Linked DNA regions of Cricetulus griseus: region 2 is linked to region 1. The links are chromatin contacts, called in public Hi-C maps. All regions are on one chromosome and are shown on one strand. The core of a region is the stretch at or near the end of the contact, and the rest is flanking DNA. Distances in the headings are between cores, read along the strand shown. Region 1 overlaps Pde4b (cAMP-specific 3',5'-cyclic phosphodiesterase 4B). Region 2 overlaps Pde4b (cAMP-specific 3',5'-cyclic phosphodiesterase 4B).

Region 1 (4,031 bases), core at 671-3,170:
TGTTTATAAAGAAAAGAAAAGGCCATAAGTGTTTACCAAAGAGCAAATGATCACTGTATTTCCAACTTTTCTTTCTAGGAACCGAGAAACTTCCAGCCAGTTTCAATAGATTAACGAAAGCTATGCTACAAATCATAAAGTCCCCTCCACTTGAAATCATTCCAATGTCACTGTAGAAAAAGAAAAAGGATGTTCTTAAGTTTTCTTAAAATTGCTGATTTCCTGAATTTTGCAAATTCAGTAAAAGGAATTTTAATAAAGATCAAAATAATTTTATTTGAAAATATTGTTACTTCTTAAAACTGGAACTATACCCTAAAATATCATTTGAGGTGGTAACGTATTCAGTGAGAACAGATTAAGTGAAAAGTTTAAGGGGAAATGAAAGAGAGCGAGGGAAGCATCCTTTTAAAACACAGCTGAGGAAAAAGAAAAACAGGATTGAAACACATTACAGCACATTAAAATACGATGCAGCGAAACATGTCCTATTTCATAAGAAGCCCCAGTGATTACATGTATACACAAATTCAATCACTGCTGATGCCTTCTACTGCACAGAAAACCAGACGGATGTAAAAGCATTTGGATTCTACCAAAGACACATAATACAATCAAATCGACCCACCTTAATATAACCCCAAGATACAGATAACAAATAGTTTGCCTCGGGCATTTTGGAGGCTCTTCTTGCCACAATCCACAAATCCCTTCGAAAGAATTCAGTTCTAGGAGAGCAATCCCCAGAGGATCAGAAAACCCCTGCAGATCCAGTGGTTACAGAATCAAAACTTAGAAAAGACAAAGCCTTGCAAATGCGCGGTATTTCCTAATCCACGGCAAACCCATCATCTTCATTCACACTCTGTTCTTGCAAGAAGTCTATGCGCTCCCTGCTTGTTTCCAGGCAGACGAGAGTAATGAAACCAGGAATTGTACGAAGGCGCAAGAGCCGGTCCAAATGTATTCAGCTAGCCGGCTTGAAGCACTGTTTCAGTTATGAACAGTCCTGGTGCCCGGAGGGGTTTCCACCCTAGATTAGTCCAACTCTGCCAGGGAGCAGGGAATCTCTTTCCCCCGGGAGCTGTCTGCCTGGGAAACAGCCATCTTTTAAAAGGGAGAAGATTAAAATGGAGGAAGCCCCATGAATATTTAAGTAAATCTGAGGTCCTACCCTCCCCCGTTCCAGCTAGGTGTTCTTTAACCCCCTCTTCCTCTGCAGACAGCCGTCTGCAAAAGCAGCCTGACAGCTATTCTAATTGCTTCCAAGTGATAGTACATTTGATTAATTGACTCTGAGCATTTTTTTTTAATTGGAAAGGGTTGGAACAGTAGGTGTTTTCTGACTCGGCATCCAGTATACAAGAATTTTTTCTTAACCTGCTTTTGGAACATTATTTGTCCACCACCTGGGGTACTGATGCATTTAGCCTCTTTTCACAGCAGAAAGAATGAGGATGGAATTAATCTATTTGACTCAAAAAGTATTTCATCTGAAATGTGCAATTTTCTGCACTCAGTTCATTAAAATGCTTATTAGATCTTATTCAACAAATGGATTCAATTCACTTAACCTTTCCTTTCCAGGTAGGATTCCCAAGTACATTAGCAAATATGAGATAGCATTTGCTGAATGAACAATGAATTTTTTGGAGTTATGCTTATTTGATATTTTAGTGTTGTTACATCTTACAAGTCATGTTAGAAACATTTCATAGTTAAATTATTTTAGTTTCATTTTAGCAACCCGGGATATGTTGAAAATGTCATTCTTTTCCTGGCTCCCTTCCCAGCCCCTTCTTGTCAGTATTACACTACAGGCAGTGAGATGCCCTACCCAGGCAGGCTCCACTTCTCCCGACTCCCCTACCCCCTAACCCTAGCCTTCCAGGGAGTTCCTGTATTGCATGTTGAAGGATCAGCAAAGCACCATGGCAACAGCCTGAACTTGTAATTGGCTCTTTTTCCTGTGAGGCATTCCCCTTCCAAATGAGCATCCTGTATCTGACAATAGCTTCACTTCAGGCATCTAAGACTCAGGTCAAACCACTGCCTCTCCCAGAGAGCTGCCTTTTGAGTTGAAGCCAGACCAAATCCGAGCCTCTGCCTGTTGGCTCACTGTACCACACACTGTCCTCTGAGACACAACCTCTCTCTTTCTGGGTAACCCTGCTTACGTATGTGTGTGTTTTCACAAGTAACCAGACATCTCTGAGTCAATCATTTCTGCTTTGTAGACTTGACATGTTGAACTTCAATGCAATTTTGAACTACAAGTAAACTGCATAAATTCCAAGTTATTTGTTTTTTTAAGATATAACTCTGTCACAATAACCTCTCACCTTCTAAGCCACGAAACCAGCCCTTACTGGAGACTAGGAGGTTAGGAAAGACAGGTTTATAGACGCTGATAGGTCTACTAGCATTTAGCAAAGAAACATACTTAAACTATAGTAAAAATACCTTACAGAAAAGCTTAGAGACAGATGATTTCTTCTGTAGATTCCACCCCCCCTCCCTGTACAAGACAGCTGAATAGTCAAGCAATTATCCTCATTTTGGTTCCTTTGGTATCTCTGAAACATTTTTAAACATTTTGGAGTCGACTAGACTTATACCACTTCATTAAAGCCATTCTGTCATGTTTCAGCAAACATTAATGGAATACGTGAAATGGTCAGGCAAAGTGGGGAAGGGGTCAAGCAAATGGACAAACAGAAAGTCCTTTTACTCTAGTAGACTGGCCAGACATATTAGGGCAGATTGGCTAGTCCTCAGGTAACAGTCTAAAGAGGGTGAGGAGGGCTCTTTAGTGGTGTGATTGGCTGCAGGTCGAAAAAAAAATCATATACAGCAAGACATTTCTCCCTACGCTCTATGCCCTTGTAGCTTCCCTTTGTCATAGGATCCTGTTGGGATACACGGTCCCATCAGTCTGTGTGGTAGAGGGTGGTGGTTCTCAGCCACGGGGCTGAATAAACTACACACCTTCTGTGTCTTTGCAGAACGGGTCAGTGTATTCATGCAAGTAAACAGAGGAGTACCTTCTCCCTTTTTCCCATACCTAAATGGATTCTCCTATGTTTTTTTTCCCCCCTAAGGGCAGGGCGATACATACCAAAAACAAAGTTTTCCAAAGTCATCCTAAGGTAACCATAAAATACACATCATGAAGTATACAAATGAAGGTCATCCGGGGTCAGAAACCAATCTAGACCTTTATATGTTGCTTAGCAACCACCACTGGTTTTCCTCAGCAAGGGAGGGCCTCACCACACTGACTAAGGCAATCATTGCTTTCATCAAAAAATACTTATGAAGGGCCCACTTGTTTGGGACTTGGAAAGACTAAGAAAGGCAGATGTGGCCTTTTAGAAAGGCAAAGTCTGATTAGTAAGGGTAGGGCTGACCCTGGTGACTGGACCAACCAAGGAATTGCTATGTTGAGGTGACAGCTGACTGGACAGTTGGGGAGTTCAGGCTAGGTAGATTTTTAATGTCTGAATTCCATATGGGAGTTGCTTCTGACAAACAATGGGTCCCCATGACATGGGAATCGAATCTCAACTTTGATTCTCAGTCTTTACAACTGGTCTTGTGACATCACTTCATCTCTCTTCTGTGAAATGAGAGTGACATGTAAGGCTCCAAACCACCTTTCTGCCCTAACCTCTTAAGATTGTGTGACAGGTTCTAGAGCAGCCTCCTACAGCTTGGGCACAGTAATTACTAGCAACTAGCTCCTCTCAGAAAATAAAACTCTTTCTATACTGCTGAAGTTAACTGGGGGAAAAATGGAGATGCTCCTATCTATAACAATAAAGCATGACTAAGGAGAGAGGTATTTGTCGTAACTCAGAGCTCCATAGCCTGAGATTCTTGGAGCCTCCCTGTCGACTTCCCAGTTAGCTATTTCAATATGAAGGTAAAATGGATTCCGGATGAAACCATGTCCCAAAGACTTGCAGGATTGAAAGGGAATGAATTTATTTACTTCACCAAATGCAGTGGAGAATTTACAAACGGGAGGG
Region 2 (4,031 bases), core at 1,136-3,635, 95 kb after region 1:
CTGTGTATTGAGACTTCTTAGTGTGTAGGGCTGATTTCTAGGCAATGCTTGTGTTCAGTGTTCTTCAGTGTTTCGGGCTTCTGTGGGAGGGAACTGTAATGCTACTTACTTGTTGGGAGCTCCTTGGAGGTTTGTCAGTAAGGTGAAGTTGTTTCTTACACTTCGCAAGCTGGCAAGTACCTGCAAGGAGAACGTTTCAAAACTGGTTAGGGTCAATGGACTACATTTAAGAACCACACCAGACACAGAGTGGGGATGAGCATGCTATGTACATACCTGGGCAAATGGAGTGACGATCAGGTCATCGCCGTGCCTGGTGAAAAGAGAAAAAGAAGCAGAACAGATGAATTTCAACTGTGACAAAAAAGTGACATTAAAGTTCGTCAGTATCAGCAACTCAACTGTCCCAGTAACCCTTCTGAGTGCAGAAATGACAGGAGAAAAAGTAGCACCCAGTTCATGATTCCCACCTTACAGTGATTCCAGCTAAAAGCTTTGGCAATAAGCATAGGACCTCAGGGCATGTAGTTCCACTAAATGACAGGCCCAGAGCCCTATAATTCAAAGTGACTTTTGGATTTGAGTTGCCAGAGCCAGGAAACTCTAAGGGAGGGCTGCCCGTAGGCACACTATGCATTGGAAAAAATGGTATAACAGTCTGGATAAAGGGTAACACTGGATTTCCTGGCTTTTGTTGATTTGAACCACAGCTTTAATACCATTTAAACACAGATTTCTGTCTGGGAATCCCATTACTTTTTGTTTTTAATATACTCCTTTTTTTTTCCCTCTCAAAGTACCCAAGGAAAAAAATTTAATGGGAATGTGCAGACTGAGCCTACTAAAGCTATAGCAGTGACATTCATTTGGTCCCAGACCTAATTATGCTCTGCCTCCTGTTTTACCAGTCTGTGCTTGGGACCATGGAAAACCGTGTTTGCAGCAATGTACTTTCCATGCTTTGGCATCTGCTTTCGTAATCTGCTAACAACTGCCTTCAGCAAGCTCTCCGCTGCAGATTTGAGAAGCCGCATTGACCACCATCACAAAATTAGGTTAATTTGCTGGCACCCTATGAATCAGCAACACGGAAGCTGATGGCAATGAGCTCCCATCCCTGTCTGGCCTGTGTCCTTCATTGCCACAATAAATGTGGTGCTTTATCCATAAAGGGTACTCCATAATAATTAAGCACCTGCCTGGTACCGAGCACCATGTGAAGTCAGGTTTCAGAGCTGCAGAGCACATGCATCCGTATCTACTCCCCTCTGATGCAGCCTTCAGCAGGGTACCTTGTTAATGTACCTTCTCTTTAGCTAGGAAGTCTCTGGAATTTCTTGTAGGCCCAGTTTGGACATTGAGAAGAAAAATAAAACAAACTGACAAGTAGTAAGCCACTATGTGTGATTGGCCCTTGTGCAATATCGGCATTGCAGTTGTGAAGCAAGTACATGGCTGGTAAGTGGAATATCCCAGCTTCTCTTGGCTTCCCCAACTCAATGCTTTAAACACTATAGTTCTTATTTTACAATATTTGCTACACCGTTGACAAATCAAATTATGCAGAAACCACCATCTCTCAAGTCAAAACATAAGAGAAATCAAAAATACTTTAAAAGTTGCAATCTACATATAAACACAGAAAGAGAAACACAAATAATAGATACTGAATGGGATCCAAAAGAGAAATTTACTATAAGTTAGTGGAAGTAAGGAGGGCTTGGCCGAGTCGGTAGTGTTTGAGATGGACTTTTAGGGATATAGTCTGTTAGAAGGCAGAGGTGATAGCTGACACCTGTGAGAGAAATGGTAATAGCAGAAGTTCCAAAATGGAAAAATGGCGAGTATGCTCATTGGTTAGAGCATATTAATTATGGCAGATGCAGAGAGTAAGGTTAGAAGGTCCCACGCACCCGAGCTATGGGGCACATGGCCTGTGATGTTGAGGATTCACTCAACAGGAACAGGAGAGGGTTTTCAGTGATGTGGGAGGTGATATAGACAGACTGGTAAAGGGTTAAAAAAGCAAGTTGCTGCGGATGCTGAGGGATGGAATGGCAGGGAGAGCCCAGGAGTGGCGAGAGGGTTCCTGGCAATGAGAAAGAGTAGATGCATCCAAGAGCAGGAAACGACTGGGATCCTGTCAGAATTCAGCAGTTACTTGCATAAGGAAATCGTATTTTCACTAGAAAAACAAACAGAAAAAAAAACGAGCATCTGAGAAAAGAGTCATGAGTAGAAACAAGAAATGTGCAGAGGAGTTGGGAGTTTTCATGGTACCCATGGAACTTCAGGGTAGAGTGGAGTTCAAGGTGCTCAGAGACACCCAGGTGGCGCTGTGGACTAGGGAAGTGGTGTGAACAGGGGATTGAAACTGCAGAGTTAGGCAGTAAGAATAGTGACAAGCAGTGGTTGGGGATAGCTTCGCTCACAGCGTCAAATGTAGTTAAGCAGCCAAAGGAGGAGCGCAGGGCTTTCAGAAAGGCTCTAAAAGGAGAGTCAGAAACGGTTGTTACAAATGGCATGTGGTGACTTGCACCCCAACTGCCTGTGTTTTCATGTGGCAAATGTCCAGATGGGTGAAAGATCTTGCAGTCTGCTCCAATTTTTGAGATGAAACCAGCATGGTTCATAACATGCAAGGGTGAGCTGAAGCACAGGGAAATTGGTTTGATGTCAACCAGATCTTCTGTGGCTCCTGGATTTCTGGAGTTGAAATATTTGATGGAAATCAAACCGTTTAGGAAGACAGACACACCACCACACATAGAGCTGGGGGTCAAATCATACTGTGAGATTCAGACATACCACCCCACACAGAGTTGATGTTGGACAAGTGATCTGGAGAGGGAGTAAAGCTATATAAACTAACGATTCAAGAGAGGAAGGCCACCATAGCACAATGTCAACATGGCTCGCTCAGGGGACTTTTGAGGTTGGGACAGCAGGATATTCAGAAACAGGAGTGGATTGGTGGGTTGCCTGCACTGGCTCCCTAAGAGCATTTGAGCAACTAACTTAATGCTATAGGTCTTATAATAGCTGCTAGAGAATGAACAGATTCAGAACAAGAATTGGGAAAGAAACCAAATAAAATGAAACAAAACCTTTGCATATTACAGAACTATTTCAAAATCTATGCTATTTTACAAATTAAGAATAACCTGAAATTTCAGTAGCAAAATATTTGACTATATTGAAACTGATTTATTTATTTAATTCCCCAGGTCATTAGAGAAAGGCAGTGTGCCCTCTCTGGAATAGGGTTAAATATTGAGAACTGTTACACAAGCGCCCTCTAGTGACAGAATCAAAACATTACACTTTTAAAGTCCAACCTGAGCCTGAAGCTCAGAACAGCTTCTTGCAATTGGGTCTTGGAATTGAGTGTGTAGGTCAGATCTTAACCATGATACAGCAAAATTGCTGCTTCTCACCACTAGACTGTGAGTTTTGTTAATTTACTTTGTGTTTATTTTTCACTATATGTGGAATTGTCTTGTGTTGGGCTGGTAGCTGATTTCAGCCTGTCTTCTACAGATTAGAACTGTGGTCACTGGGAACACACATCCTGTCCCTAGCCATCATTGTCATGTTTCTCAGATACTTTATTATCAGCTGTGAGAGTTAAGCAAGCCATGTCTCGGCTTGCAAATGGGAGAAAGGAGGGATCTTTCTTGGCAGATAAAAGCCTCCATTTATTTAGTCATGGGCATCGGTAGTGGGTCTTTATTATGTAAGTAGGGTGTTGTCTGTCTATCTTCCAGCTGGTAACAACCTCTTTAAGATGTGTATGCCTGTCCCTACCGCAGTCTAGAGAACGTGTCTCTATTGTATCATACACTTACCGTGGGTAATAGAAGGAAGCACCTGGTTTTTAGGGAATGATGAAGTCATCTATCATGTTGGCCAGGAGGGAACTTCCCTCTGCCTCATCCCATAATCATCCACTAAGCTCTGTCGGACCCAATTTGCAAATATTTATCACTTGCCCACCCAGCCTTCTCTGCTGCAGGCCCCCGTCCTTGACA

The links. Hi-C and Micro-C count contacts between places; a contact is called where the count stands out from the background.
Region 2: a Hi-C map of liver shows a contact between it and region 1, with 4 times the contacts expected there. The contact joins two enhancer-like sites. A contact is called at or near these places in 2 of 8 Hi-C or Micro-C datasets (the CHK-Q cell line and liver).

The regions. Positions count from the first base shown.
Region 1 is chr2:47,130,616-47,134,646 of CriGri-PICRH-1.0, forward strand. All of the region lies in intron 8 of Pde4b (cAMP-specific 3',5'-cyclic phosphodiesterase 4B), which reads right to left. Among named protein-coding and RNA genes, the nearest start is that of Sgip1, 150 kb to the left of the region's middle. Within about 2 kb of position 1,921, at least 1 of the 6 cell types and tissues checked has open chromatin away from gene starts, as enhancers often do.
Region 2 is chr2:47,224,681-47,228,711 of CriGri-PICRH-1.0, forward strand. Pde4b (cAMP-specific 3',5'-cyclic phosphodiesterase 4B) reads right to left here. Exons shown (of 17, transcript XM_035439769.1): 5 at 277-313; 6 at 110-180. Among named protein-coding and RNA genes, the nearest start is that of Pde4b, 220 kb to the right of the region's middle. Within about 2 kb of position 2,386, at least 1 of the 6 cell types and tissues checked has open chromatin away from gene starts, as enhancers often do.